Regions from separate parts of the Mus musculus genome. Here region 2 is linked to region 1. The links are chromatin contacts, called in public Hi-C maps. All regions are on one chromosome and are shown on one strand. The core of a region is the stretch at or near the end of the contact, and the rest is flanking DNA. Distances in the headings are between cores, read along the strand shown.

The links. Hi-C and Micro-C count contacts between places; a contact is called where the count stands out from the background.
Region 2: a contact with region 1 is called in a Hi-C map of bone marrow-derived macrophages, with 15 read pairs. The contact joins two enhancer-like sites. A contact is called at or near these places in 1 of 484 Hi-C or Micro-C datasets (bone marrow-derived macrophages) and 2 of 115 datasets of contacts at active chromatin or transcription factors (embryonic stem cells and large pre-B cells).

Annotation. Positions count from the first base shown.
Region 1 is chr4:95,387,533-95,394,098 of GRCm38.p6, forward strand. No RefSeq gene overlaps it. Among named protein-coding and RNA genes, the nearest start is that of Gm12707, 95 kb to the right of the region's middle. Within about 2 kb of position 3,194, at least 47 of the 459 cell types and tissues checked have an H3K27ac peak or open chromatin away from gene starts, as enhancers often do. A contact at or near this core is called in bone marrow-derived macrophages, where this site is marked.
Region 2 is chr4:95,828,183-95,835,149 of GRCm38.p6, forward strand. The region is part of intron 11 of Fggy (FGGY carbohydrate kinase domain containing); the gene reads left to right. Among named protein-coding and RNA genes, the nearest start is that of Hook1, 140 kb to the right of the region's middle. Within about 2 kb of position 2,354, at least 3 of the 459 cell types and tissues checked have an H3K27ac peak or open chromatin away from gene starts, as enhancers often do. A contact at or near this core is called in bone marrow-derived macrophages, where this site is marked.

The sequences.
Region 1 (6,566 bases), core at 1,944-4,443:
GAGGCACGATATAGTCTTTTACTTAGTACTCAATGTTACTACACTCAAAGCAAACTCCAGGTGGAGTCTGTTGCTGCCTGTCTTCTTTTGGAGGTAGACTTAGCTGCTGCTACCAGAAGCTACTATTTCTATTAGGGGAAGTCTGTTTATTAAATACCTTCAATGTCATATTCATCAGATCTCTGAGTAGTTTGAGAGCCATCATCTAATTTATTAAGTATAGCTGACTTTAAGCAAACTTTACTTTGTTTTAGTTACTTGCTTTAGGCTTAACATTGACAACATATACAGAAGGTTAAAGTTTATCCCAATAGATGAATTTTATATTTGTATTTAGCATGACTGCAAAGCATAGTTCTGAGCACATTGAGGAATTTGATCATTTATAAGTTGACTGACCATTAACTTAAATGCCTTAGTTATCTTTACCAGTTTACAATAAGTTACTTGTTTTTATAAGATTAGGATTTTACAGTTTTATTCCTATTAAAATTTGAAGATTCAACTGAAGATCCTTTAGCATCAAAAGAAAACTTTAAACTATAAATACAGTTCACAGAGAGATCGAGTACTTTATTTTCCCAATCCTTTTATAGCATACCATTACAGCATATTTGATAGTTTTAGTGTGATGCAATTTATCTAAATAGCTAAAATTTAACATAGAAAAGCAATACAAAGATGCTATACATATACCTTCATGTTAGTTTCTGCTACCTTGAGTAGACCTTAGGAATGTATAAACTTTAATCGTTAGATATAAGTTATTAGTATGTTCTATTTTATATAAACAAGAATTGAGTCCAAGGTATGTGTAAATCGTTTGCTATAGCAAATCTAGTTTTTAAACAGAAGTTGAATCTGTGTTACGTACAAGCATGCTGCTCTAAATTAAGATTATCTGTGTAAAGATTTTTTTAAACTATCAACCATTTCTCTTAAAAATTTTAAGTTAGCTTTTCATTACAGATTTTATAGATATTTTAATCATATGGAATAAACTTAAAAATCCTGAGATCCAGACAGTTTAAGCAGTGGTTGTAAGAGACGTTTTGAGAGTAGAGAGGAAAGAAAGCTTAGAGATAAGAGAGTTTCAAGACTGGAGAGCAGAGAAGCGTAGAGAGAAGGTATTTGGAGGAGCATTTGCTTCAGCAGTGGCAAATGTTACAATCTGCAAGAATTTGGAAATTGGGTGTGCCCTGTTTTTGACCATTGAGCTGAACTGAGGCCAAGATGTTTGCAGGAAGACGGCAAGGCTTTAATGAAGTGTGCAGCCAAAGAGGAAAAAGATTAGAGAATGCCAGTGAGTGGTCTAGTAAGAGGCATTTGGGCTCCACAAAGCAAGCAAGAAAGGAAAGTAAATTCTAGGAGTGAAGAGACAGAGCAAGCAGGAAAGAAGACATCCTTGAGGAGCAGAGGGAAGGGGAGGTGAGAGAGGCTTGGGAAAAGGGTTGCAAACAAACAGACTCTCCATCAGAAGGATTCCAACAAAGGGAGAGGGGAAAGGGCCTCAGCAGAGACATAGCCTGAATCACAGTACAGAAGCACACAGCAAAATCCAGCAAGTCAACAAGAGACAGACTCTTTACACATGATAGGTGACCAGGACAGTGTAGGAAGCACCAGGAGGCAGACAGGCTGAAAAGACACAGTGAATAGGAGAAGACATCTGAGTGGTTAGAGCAGGTGTACAAGAAGTGGCTGAAAAAGTGAACTCTAGAATTTAGGGTCAAATATGGAGGGTAGAAACCAGAAGAGATAAACGATCCATACCCTAAGAGAATCAACTCAGCAGCTTGGTTCAGTTAAGAGAAGCTAGGGCCTTTGGAAAAGGGGTCCATTTGTCTCCCTCGTAGATTTCAGCACCAGATGTACTCAAGGGGGCACACTAAAGAAACTGCCTACCTGGCCACCCCATTGAGGAAAAGGTTTTTGTTGTGGGTAGGGGAGAGAAAATATCCAGAGGTATCTGGAAAAGTTCAGAGCAGAGAGAGAGAGACTGTTCTTGATCAGATATAGGAAAGTTGGGGGGTGGGGGTGAAGAGGCAGGTGAGAATAGTGGAGATAGCAAGGTAGTAAGAGAGAGAAAAGTGCACATCTAGAGAGCAAGAGGAAAGAAGACTGTGGGTAGAGAGTGGCAAGAGTGATCGAGCAAGGGAGCATAGAGATAGAGTGGTGTGGGCTAATCATGGATAAGTAGCTGTAGGGAGGGGTGGGCAGGATGCTAGTGTGGACCATGAAATCTCTAACAGGTTCTGATACTGAGGGAGCCTGGGGGCCAGCATGAGCTTTGATATGCTAATAGTTGCCAGGAGGGGAATGTTTCCTTTTGGCAGCCGGGAACTGGTTTCACAAGTTTCTGAGGAATGTTGGCTTTTATTTAACCACCAGGAATCCTCCAACAGTCCAGCTTGAGCTCATTTCTGGATATCTGGGCTGCTTGAGATCTAGCAATAATTATCTTGACAGAGGCACAGCAAATGTTCTCTGTGTATCCTAAGAAGGGAGAGTAAGAGAGGTTGCACACAAATGAGTCCACTGTGAACCAGCGCTAATGCTGTTCCAGCATGGCGATGTTTTGTACAGGGCTAAGGATGCTGAGGGTCCTCCCTGAGGAAGGACACTGACATCAGTGCGCAGCATTAACATCAGTTGTGCTTTTCAGATAAACATGGACACCTTAATAGGGCTATTCCTAGGCACTTAGAAAGAGGTCTTGATTTCTTTATGAGTCTAAAGAGATGCATGGCATATAAAAGCAGCTATTCTATGTTAAATCATTGTAACTCGTTTTATCTAAATGAAATAAAGTTAGCGTTACTACCAGTCTATGAACTCGACAACTATTCAGTAGGTAAGGATTACATGAGAAGAATTTGGTTTGGGTGAAGGTGGTAAAATGGATATTTCCTGGAACCCATGGGAATGTGAATTTTCACACCCTTTCTGGACGTGATTTAGCCATAGAAACCAAGAACGTGAATGAAATTTCATACCTCTGAGCTTTCTAATTGATGTTCTGTGAAATGTGACTCATGGAACAGACTGGGATATAAATTTGTAAATCATTATGTTGTCCCTCATAGTATTGTTTTAAAGCCAATTTAGTGGGAACACTTTAAAAGACAGTGGATAAGGGAAGTACCACAAACCCTCATGAAAAAAATGGGAAGTGAAATGCTAGCTCTATGGGGTGGGCTTGAGTTCACTGTCATCCCCAGAGCCTAGTCCTGACACACAGAAAGTGTTTGCTGAAATAGAACAGTGAGACACAGTCATTTTGACCTTGGGCTTCTTGATTCATAGTCTACAGTTGTGCTGGCCATGTCTCAGTATATTTCCATTTGCAAGATGAGGGTAGCCTTCAACCTTTACAGAGGACTGTGTTAAGGTTTGAATGTTTACATTAAGAGGCAAGCTGTATTAAACCAATAGTAAGTAACTACTGTACCTAAGAGTTTTAAGGGACCACTTCCATGTTTGCTGGAAACTAGCATATCTTCCATACTTGGGGAAACTCACAATTGAACAGAAGCCTACAGAGCACATTTATATTTATGAAACCACAAGGAAGTTTAGATGGACAACCATGCCTCTGAAAGACTGGTAACTAGAGGGTGAATTTAAAGTAGTCAGACCTTTCTGTCTATATTCACACTGCAGGAAGGAATTAAAAGGAGTATGCCAGTTTGGGGAGAAAAATAACCAGATCATGTTATAAGCAGTTATCAGCAAAGACAAGGGTTCTGGAGGCTTTGCTCACTTTAAGCCTTATGTTCACTGCTGGTGTTAGCTCCAGTGAGCTGAGTTCTTGGCTTGGTCTTCATTTCTTGAGTAGATCTGTGAGCCTAGGGGGAAGCTTTGCCACTTGCTGCTCCTAGACTTTTCTTTAAGCAGTTCTGTGGCTTTAGAGTCAGAGAGAGCACTGGCATTGACCACTTTGTGACAGCTTCATCCTGCAGTCTAAAGACTTGCAGAGCAATTTGTGCTTTCTGGGATATTCATAAAACTTTCTGGTGTCATGAGCAAGCCAAAAGTAAAAAATATGAGGTTAAAAGCAATGATCACTGTTGGGGGGTGGGGGTGGGGGGGGAAGGAGGATTTGTGATCTTGCACTGTGGGTTAGAAGATGCTGTCTGGAACACCAGCCTTAAGGCATTACCTGACATTACTGATATCCAGCAGTCTGTAACTCCATGCCAAACTACCTACTACAGTTAGTAGCAGCTTTGCAAGAGTCAGCAGTGGGGTAATGGTGGTGGAGGTGGAGGTAATGATAACGGTGGAAGAGGTGGTAATGGTGACAATGGAAGGGGTGGTGGTTGATGTGGCAGTAAAGGCAGAAGTGATGGCTGTGGTGGATAACGGTGGCAGTAGTGGAGGGGAAAGTGGAGGTGGTGGTGGAAATGGTATTTGTAGAGATAGTGGTAAAGGTGGAGGTGATGGAAGTGGTAGGGTTGGTAATGGTGGTGGAGGAAGCAATGATGGAGGTGGTGATGGGGGCATTGGTGGTGGTGGAGGTGATGGTGCTGGAGATGGTGGTGACAAAGGTGATGGTAGTAGTCTAGGCTAAAGGATTGTCCGGTTCACAAAATTCAAATGTTAGCTTCTGAAATTAAAGGAGAGAGACCTCAAGCTTGAAGGATATCTTAACAGTACATAGACTATCTGGTGGACTTATTAATCTCTCTCTCACACACACACACACACACACACACACACACACACACACACACACACGTTTTACTATTTCAAGACAGGAAGTTTTGGTAAGGCAGGCTTTGTCAGAAATGCACTAGGTCACAAGCTAAGACATTCTTTTTCAAGTATCTTCTTTCACAATTCATGCATAATATACTTTGGTTGTGTTCACCCCCATTATCCTCTTTACTTCTCCTCTGCCAAACCACTTCTACCCAACAAGTCCCTCTCCTACTTTCTTGTTTGTCTGTTTGTTTAGGTTAGCCAGTCTTCTGCAGGTAACCACCACTGCTAGGATTTCATTGGCGCAGCTGCCAGGTCATGTCCAGAAGACAGCATCATCCACCACTCCTCCCCATCTTCTGGCTTTTGCATACTTTTGCCTCTGTCTTTCACAATGTTCTTGAAGCCTTAGTGGTAGTGGTATTTATGTCCTTTTGAGGACCAGTCACTCAACAGTTACTTGTTCTCAGCACTTGAACTCATTTTGATTTTTCACATTCACCACTTTCTGTTGCAAAAAGCTCTCTGACCAAACCCAAGAACAGTACTGTAGGTGAGTATAAGCATAAATCTTTAGAGTACACATTGTCCATTTAGCAAAACATCAGTAGTGGGTTCCCCTAACCCTTGGGGCCAATGACAGACCAGTTCTGGGCTTTTGATGGGTTAACAAGACTTATATGGATTTTCCATTGTAGAGTTGGTCTCAGATCCTATCAGAAAGTACTTGATTTCCTCCATAACAATCAGGCTACTACTATTGCACCAATGGGTAGATCTTGCTTGGAAGTTAAGTATTATAGCATTCAGGATCCACAGCTGGGTAAGGCCACTGATGAGTTACCTTCATCAGCAACCTGCATAGAACCTTCTGAAACTGAAAACTCCTGATTGTTGATGAAATTGTCTATAAATATACTAGTGTTGAGTATGTTTATACTTTCATTCAATTCTGCTTTATTGGTGAATATTTTAATGCTCAAAATATTGATTACTTCTAAGTATTAGAATCTTTCAAATATTGTTATGGTCTGTTTTGCCTTTTTATTCTGTCAACTTTTGTATTTTGAACCTAGAACTGAAGGGTGGCAATTTAGGATTATTACGTCCAGAAGAATTTTCCTTATTACCAGTGTGATACCCCTTTTCCATCCCTGGTCATGGTCTTCATCCTGAATTCCACTCAGCCCCTCAAGCTTTCTTTTAATTAGTATTTTCATAATATATCTCCCCACTTTTTAATTCTGACTTTATTAAGAGGTTACTAATAGCACATTGTCACATTTTTCTACCTTTGACTTTGAATACACATTCACTTGCATTTAGTGATAGTGTGATGCTCATGATTAATGTAGTAGACAATATTGTGGTTCTTCAACCTACCATCTTGTCATTTGTTCTCTCTCTATTTGCCCTACCTATTCTTAGTTCTCATCATTTACATGACTTAGGAGTTGACCTTGGATGGATATATTAGAAGGAATGTGCCAGATGAGAGAATTAAAGGGCATTAAAAGAAAGCCACACACATGAAAAAGCTTATGTAAATTCTTAAGGGAAATGAAGTGTCAGGAGAGAAGTAAAGGAATGGACTAAGATGAATCTGAACAGATGCATAATTACAGTGTAACATAAGGTCTTATTCACACTTTTACTCTAGGAGAACTAAGGAACTATTTAATAGCTTCTGTGGGTGGATAACATGATCTTTTTAGTGTTTTAGAAAATTGCCATCATTTGCAGCCTGGAAAATTGTCTCTAGGGGGATAGTAATGGTCCAACAGGAAACTACATTAATAGAAAAAAATTATTGGGGCTTGAGTTGCATTATTGGAAACCAGAATCATAAGACATAGATGAAT
Region 2 (6,967 bases), core at 1,104-3,603, 440 kb after region 1:
TTGCATAAATTATTTTCCTGAAATATTCACGCAGAGAAGAAAATGGACGCAGAGACATAACAGGCATGAATACACAGGCAGACAGACAGGGCTCACATTGGTTGTACAATATTTACTGTTTCAGTCTGGACTATTACACAACTCTGAGCAGGAAACTACATTCTAGTTTTCTAATGAACTGCGTGGTGCCACCAGCCATTCCCTGCTCAGACTGTGGGAAGATAAGTGCTGGTCCAAGGGTTGTTCAGAGTCAGGAAAGAAGCCTCATAAGAGCTTAGCTAGACCTCAGATGCTTGTCAGAAGCCCAGAGCTCAGCCAGCGTTACCACAGGAAAGACTTAGATGTGTGTGTGTTGTCAGGTACTCAGCTGAGAATTTGCAAGAACTCAGGAAAAGCCAGTGTTTTGTGCTTTCTTGGGATAAAGAGATAGATGACTGGAAGCTCCTGAGCCAATCAAAACTCACTGTAAGTGGCCCATGTCAAGGCTCAGCCTTAAACATGCTACAACATGCTAACTTCTGTTGCTTTTCTTAACACTTTTACTCAGATATTTATACATATTATTTTTATTTACAAAGAAAATAAAGTCTTGTGACAAATATTAATCCTCACTATTCTTTAACTGGCTTTCAGGTAATCTGTTACTTACTGAAGTGACTAATTTAGTGATTTTTTTCAATAGGGCCCATTTTTTTAGGGGCTTGGTAATATGCTTGTAGCCATACCTTTCTTCACAATAACTCTTCAAAATAATATTGACGATTTAAACAAATAGAGAAACTGAGGATTGAGCAATGTATGCAGTTTGTCTACTGGAGAAAATAGTACAGTTCAGGTTAGAACCCATTCAGTTCAAATTTGTATCAAATTCTCTCTCTGTCTCTCTCTGTCTCTCTCTCTCCCTCCCCGTCTCTCTCTCCCCCCCCCCTCTCTCTCCCTCTCCCTCTTTCTCTCCCTCCCTCTCTCTCTCCCTTTCCCACCCTCTCTCTCCCTCCCCCCCACATGATTTATTTGTTGACTTTATATGCATGGGTGTTTTGCCTGCATGAGGGTGTGGGTTCTCTGGAACTGGAGTTACAGGCAGTTGTGAGCAGCCATGTGGGCTCTAGGAATTGAATCTATGTCCTTTTGAAGAATAGACAGTGGTCTTAACTGCTGAGCCATCTTTCCAGCCCCCAGAAGTATTCTTTAATGTTAATAAAATGTCAGTAATATAAAACTGATATATTAAGGCTTTGAGTATTTTCTTACATGTTGCGTTCTGTTTTCAATTTGTGTACGATTTCTTTCTATTTTACTGCCATTTTTCAAAATTATATCACAGAATCACTTTCTTAATAACCAGTGGTTCTCAAACTTCCTAATGTTGTGACCCTTTAACACATCTCCTCTTGTTGTAATGACCCCCAACCATAAAATTATTTTGTTGCTACTTCATAACTGTAATTTTGCTGCTATTACAAATTGTAATGTAAATATCTGTAGTTTTGGGTGGTCTTGGATGACCCCTATTAAAAAGTCATCTCATACGGCAGAGGAGTCAGAACCCACATGTTGAGAATCACAGCATATAACTTTCTTTTTCCTGTGTATACTTAACACCAGATAAAGCCAGAGGAAGACTAAGATCGGACCTTTCCTAGTGGGGTGCCTAACAGAGGCTTTCGGGGCTATCTTGTAGAATCTTTTGCAATGGTCCAGGAGAGAACTAAGGCCTGAGGCCCAAAACTGGGGTCCAGGTTGTCATGAGACTAAAGACAGGGATACAACACTACTTGTACAGAACCACTTTGGGAACTGGTAAATGTACATCAGAATGACTTCTGCTGAGCCACCAAAGGAGTAAATTGCCAGTGTGTCACATCAGTTAAGCAGTGGTAGAAGAAGGTCACTGGGAGAGTGTCAGCCCATCATTTCCTTCTAATATGTGTTCACTGCACACAACCTTAGCAGTGTACACGTGTCTATCATCTCACTGTTCAGCACCTAAGATGTCCAAGTTGCCTCAACCCTATGCTTTTCCTGCTCTAATGCTCAAATGGCCAAAAGCTGAGACTCCTATTGGAAGGCTCTTGGAAAAATATGCTTTCCCTCCCATCCAAATTCCAACAGAGTAGGACTAATATCCTGGTTTCCCTGTGGGCAGCCAGGATTCCTGCTCAGCTTTTAAATACCTTCCTGCATTCTTAGGCTCATTACCTTCTGCCTATCTTCCCAAAGCCAGTAGGACCATCTCATATTTTGAGCCCTCCTCCTTTCCATTTCTGTCTCCTGCCCTCTGCCCTCTGCCCTCTGCCCTCTGCCCTCTGCCTTCCTCTTTTTCATCTCTTCATGGGTTCTTCTGCCTTTCTCTTCTGCTTTTCAGTGCCCATGTGATGAATCAGGATAATCACTGCCATTTAAAGTCAGCTGGCTAGTGACAGATTGTTTCTGCCAGTTTCTTTACAGCTGAGTATAGATCAGTGTTTCCACAATCAGAAGACAGAGGTCTTTCTAATTCTTCCTCCCATGCCGTGGTGGTCCATTTGTCTTCGTTCCCTAAGTCTTGGTGGGTTTTAAGCAGAGTAAAGTGTCTGCTTGTCTGGACGCCCACAGTTACTGGTCCTCCCAGGCTTCTACTTGATTCTATTCTCTAGAATTCTATTCTCTTCCCCTCCCCCGAACCCCCCCCCCCATGTCCTCTACAGAATTTTGTTTGATCTCCCTCACCAACTGCCTTCCTTACTGACTGATGAAGCAGTGTTTGGGACCCCCATTGTATTCCTAAAGACGTCCATTTAATTCCCCTGAGTGATACCCCTCATCGAGCTCCAGCGACCTAGAATTTCTCTGCCTTGTCTTTGACAGTTTTTCAGGAACCCTTAGAGAAATGTTTCCTACAGCACTTCTGTAACAAACATAGATAATAATCTTTATTCCTTTAACAACTTGGAAGGAAAGTATAACTAAATTGCTGTTGTTGCTGAATTGCTAGTCCTTATCTGAAACAGACTTGAAATTTTGGAATTTTAGACTATTTGAATGTATCTAATGTGATATTTTGGAGATAGTACCCAAGTTCAAAGTTGAACTTCATCTAGGTTTTATGAATACTTTATATACATAGCCTGAAGGTAATTTCATACAATATTCACAATAATTTTTTTCATCAAACAGGTTTGTGGTGGGAAGCCCATTTTACACAGAGCCAAATGAAATAAAATGTGCACACCATCACAGATCTCCCATGGGCCTTACATTTGACTGTCTCACCTCAGCATTCAAAACAGGCACATGCATATTTATAAGTACTCTTTCCACTTATGCTTCCTTTCAGCTTCCTCTTATCAACGGGATCAGTCAGCTCTCAGCTGAACCATATAGCTCATTTGGCCTGGCCCAGCTTTTGAAGCTAGTATAAATGTACACACAGATACACACACACACACACACACACACACACACACATACACAAGCAAACAGGTGGCATCTCTGGCAATCCTAGGCATTCACCTTTCACAGAAATTCCTTCTAAGTCTTCTTCATCTTCTTGAGTGGTCCACATGGCAGACATTCCATAGATAGTACAGTCTTGGACTGATTTTGCCAGGGCAGAACTGAGAGAATGAAGTAGGCTTAGTGGACAGCTGCCCCTCTGTTGTCTCCACATGAAAATGAGGTGAAATGTCAGGGTTGCCAAGCTTCCAGCCACAGTGCTTCTTTGCTTCGGGGAGAAATGTCTCTCACTGAGTCTCACTTCAGCTACAGCCCTGGAATCAGTATGAAAGGACGCAGGAGGCTGCTGTGGGGCTGTGCTTGCTGCATCTCTTGTGGTGTGCCATATTGCGTGCAACAAACCTCTTCTAGAACTCCTTCCCAAGAAGGATGTTGTCTCTTTGAAGGACCACCTTGTTTTCCCTCTCAGAAGAGCTATCTGCATCTTACATGTCCTCTTTTTTTTTTTTTTTTTTGCAGCTACTGTCAAGCTCAAGAGTTAATGTTTAAGCCATTGATTATTTTAGTTATAGTTTCTAGAGGTTCCCCTCTATAAAGTGTTCCTTTGCTGTGTAGGCACTAGTAATTTACAGAAAAGGCCATGTGATCATTTTTCTCAAACACTAATGGCTTTGGAAGTTCTTATGTGTATTTACTAATTATTAAAAATTACATACAACTATGTCATATTCTTGTATGTCTTCATGTTTTTAGTAATTGAAAAAGATATCAGAATGAGCTATATTATCCACATTATAACATAAAACCTAAGTTATCTAATGACTATAGGTAAGGAAATGTCCCTGCTATACAAAATGGACCTCACACCCTTTCTGCCTACACATTATCTGGATGTGGTCTTAACACCCACCTGTGGGTCATCCATGCAGAGGATCATGGCTTGATCCACTTCCAGTTACTTTCTGGAGGAAGGGAACTTACTCCCAGCTCCAGAAGGGAGCCCTAAGGTACAGCACAGTCAGCTGCCCTGTCAGATAAAGAGCAAATGGGGAGCAAGTTTTCACATATATATCAGCAGGGATCACAAGCCAGGCCTCTGCATGCTGTGCTGTAGGTGGCTCAGCTGGAGTATTCACTGGAGGTGGCCTGGAATAAGGTTGCATCTATTTTATCCTGCCACATCGAGTGGCTTATTTTTATTTACACAAGGACTTTCATGAGTTTCTAGAATCTGTTTGAACCCCAGTCTCATAAGAATCACTCCTAAGATCAGGAAGGGCAAGAGTGAGGACGTAGGAATTGGGGACATCAAGTAAATTCCTCAACATGTCTAATGACTTCCTTTTTCTTTGAATCTGTGAAGCAAATATTCTGTCATCCCTAATCATTTTTAAATATTCAAGCAGCAAATGTCTAACTATTGTTATACAAGGTTCAGACATTAGAAGAAAGAATGGTGTAGAATTAATCTTTATGTACTATGTGGAAGCACTATGAAGTGTCAATAAAAAGCCTATGGCCAATGAGCTCAGGCAGGATTTGAAGGCAGAACACTGGCAGAAAGAGATAGGATTCTGGGAAATAGTCAGGTGGGAGAGATTTGCCCAAACGCTGAGACAGAATAATAAACCCCAAGGAGTGGTAGCTAACCACTTGACTGACTTAGACTAGTTTAAACGGGTTAATTGAGTTATGAGCTAGCAGAAAGGAGCCAAAGCTTTTGGCATAGGCATTTGTTTATATATAAGAAGTCTCAGAGACATTATTTCGAGGAACAAAGAGGCAAGGTGAAAAAGCCCTCAGTTATAGAATGGTATTGGGGGTCAGGGGGCTTTGAGTTGCCACTAGCTCAGACAGTAGCATCGTGCCTACTTTTTCACATTATTGGTTTGGAAAGAGAGGTTCCAGAATTCCTTTCTGCTCTGATCCATAATTTTTCAATCTTCGTGTGTGTTGGTATCAAAGACATAATTCTTACCTGGTGGCTCAATTATCAGCCAAGAAGAAGCCAACAGCTAATATGGATGAAAGATTCAGAACCGTGGGAGCATGGCATGTTTTATGGGGAAAGCAAGAGTAGATACTGGAGGGGTTAGTGGGGGCCATTCCAGGAAGGCAGATATGCACAGAGTTCATTCTCTCTCTAGTGCCAAGGTAACAAGGAAAAGTTGACCAGAGTATTTTATTTGGTGGGGTTCTGAGAGTGGAGGATTGTTTTGTTTTTGTTTTTGAGACAGAGTCTCACTGTGTGGTCCTAATTAGACTGAATTCACTAGTTCAGTCAAACTAACCTTGAATTCTTTTTTTTTTTTTTTTTTTTTAATGCATGCATATGTATATTCTAACAAAATATCATAAAAGATTTGAAATCAAGTCCATATCACACTTCAGGTCTATACATGGTAATTTATCATGTAAATACTCTGAGAAGTTAGTACATTTATAAAAATGGTTCATATGTCAGTTGGTTTCAATTTCTTTTCTGAGACACGCCCAGGGTGGTCTAGAACTTATTTTTTTTTCCATTTTTTATTAGGTATTTAACTCATTTACATTTCCAATGCTATACCAAAAGTCCCCCATATCCACCCACCCCCACTCCCCTGCCCACCCACTCCCCCTTTTTGGCCCTGGTATTCCCCTGTACTGGGGCATATAAAGTTTGCAAGTCCAATGGGCCTCTCTTTCCAGTGATGGCCGACTAGGCCATCTTTTGATATATATGCAGCTAGAGTCAAGAGCTCCGGGGTACTGGTTAGCTCATAATGTTGTTCCACCTATAGGGTTGCAGATCCCTTTAGCTCCTTGGCTACTTTCTCTAGCTCCTCCATTGGGAGCCCTATGATCCATCCATTAGCTGACTGTGAGCATCCACTTCTGTGTTTGCTGGGCCCCGGCATAGTCTCACAAGAGACAGCTACATCTGCGTCCTTTCAATAAAATCTTGCTAGTGTATGCAATGGTGTCAGCGTTTGGATGCTGATTATGGGGTGGATCCCTGGCTATGGCAGTCTCTACATGGTCCATCCTTTCATCTCAGCTCCAAACTCCATCTCTGTAACTCCTTCCATGGGTGTTTTGTTCCCAAATCTAAGGAGGGGCATAGTGTCCACACTTCAGTCTTCATTCTCCTTGAGTTTCATGTGTTTAGCAAATTATATCTTATATCTTGGGTATCCTAGGTTTGGGGCTAATATCCACTTATCAGTGAATACATATTGTGTGAGTTTCTTTGTGAATGTGTTACCTCACTCAGGATGATGCCCTCCAGGTCCATCCATTTGGCTATAACCTTGAATTCTTAATTCTTATGCCTCAGTTTATCTTCCTGGTGCTAGGCTTTAACAGGGTGTGATGTGATCAGGTTTGGAAAGAATAATTATACTAGCTGCACTGCAGAGAACAGTTAGAAATGGGATCTCTCAATGAGCAGGTAAGACAAGATTAAGGAAGGGAAGATCATAGAAGACGAAATCAGATAGAGTTTAAAAGGTTTGAGAAACTAAATGAAGGACAAAGCAAGAAAGAAAAT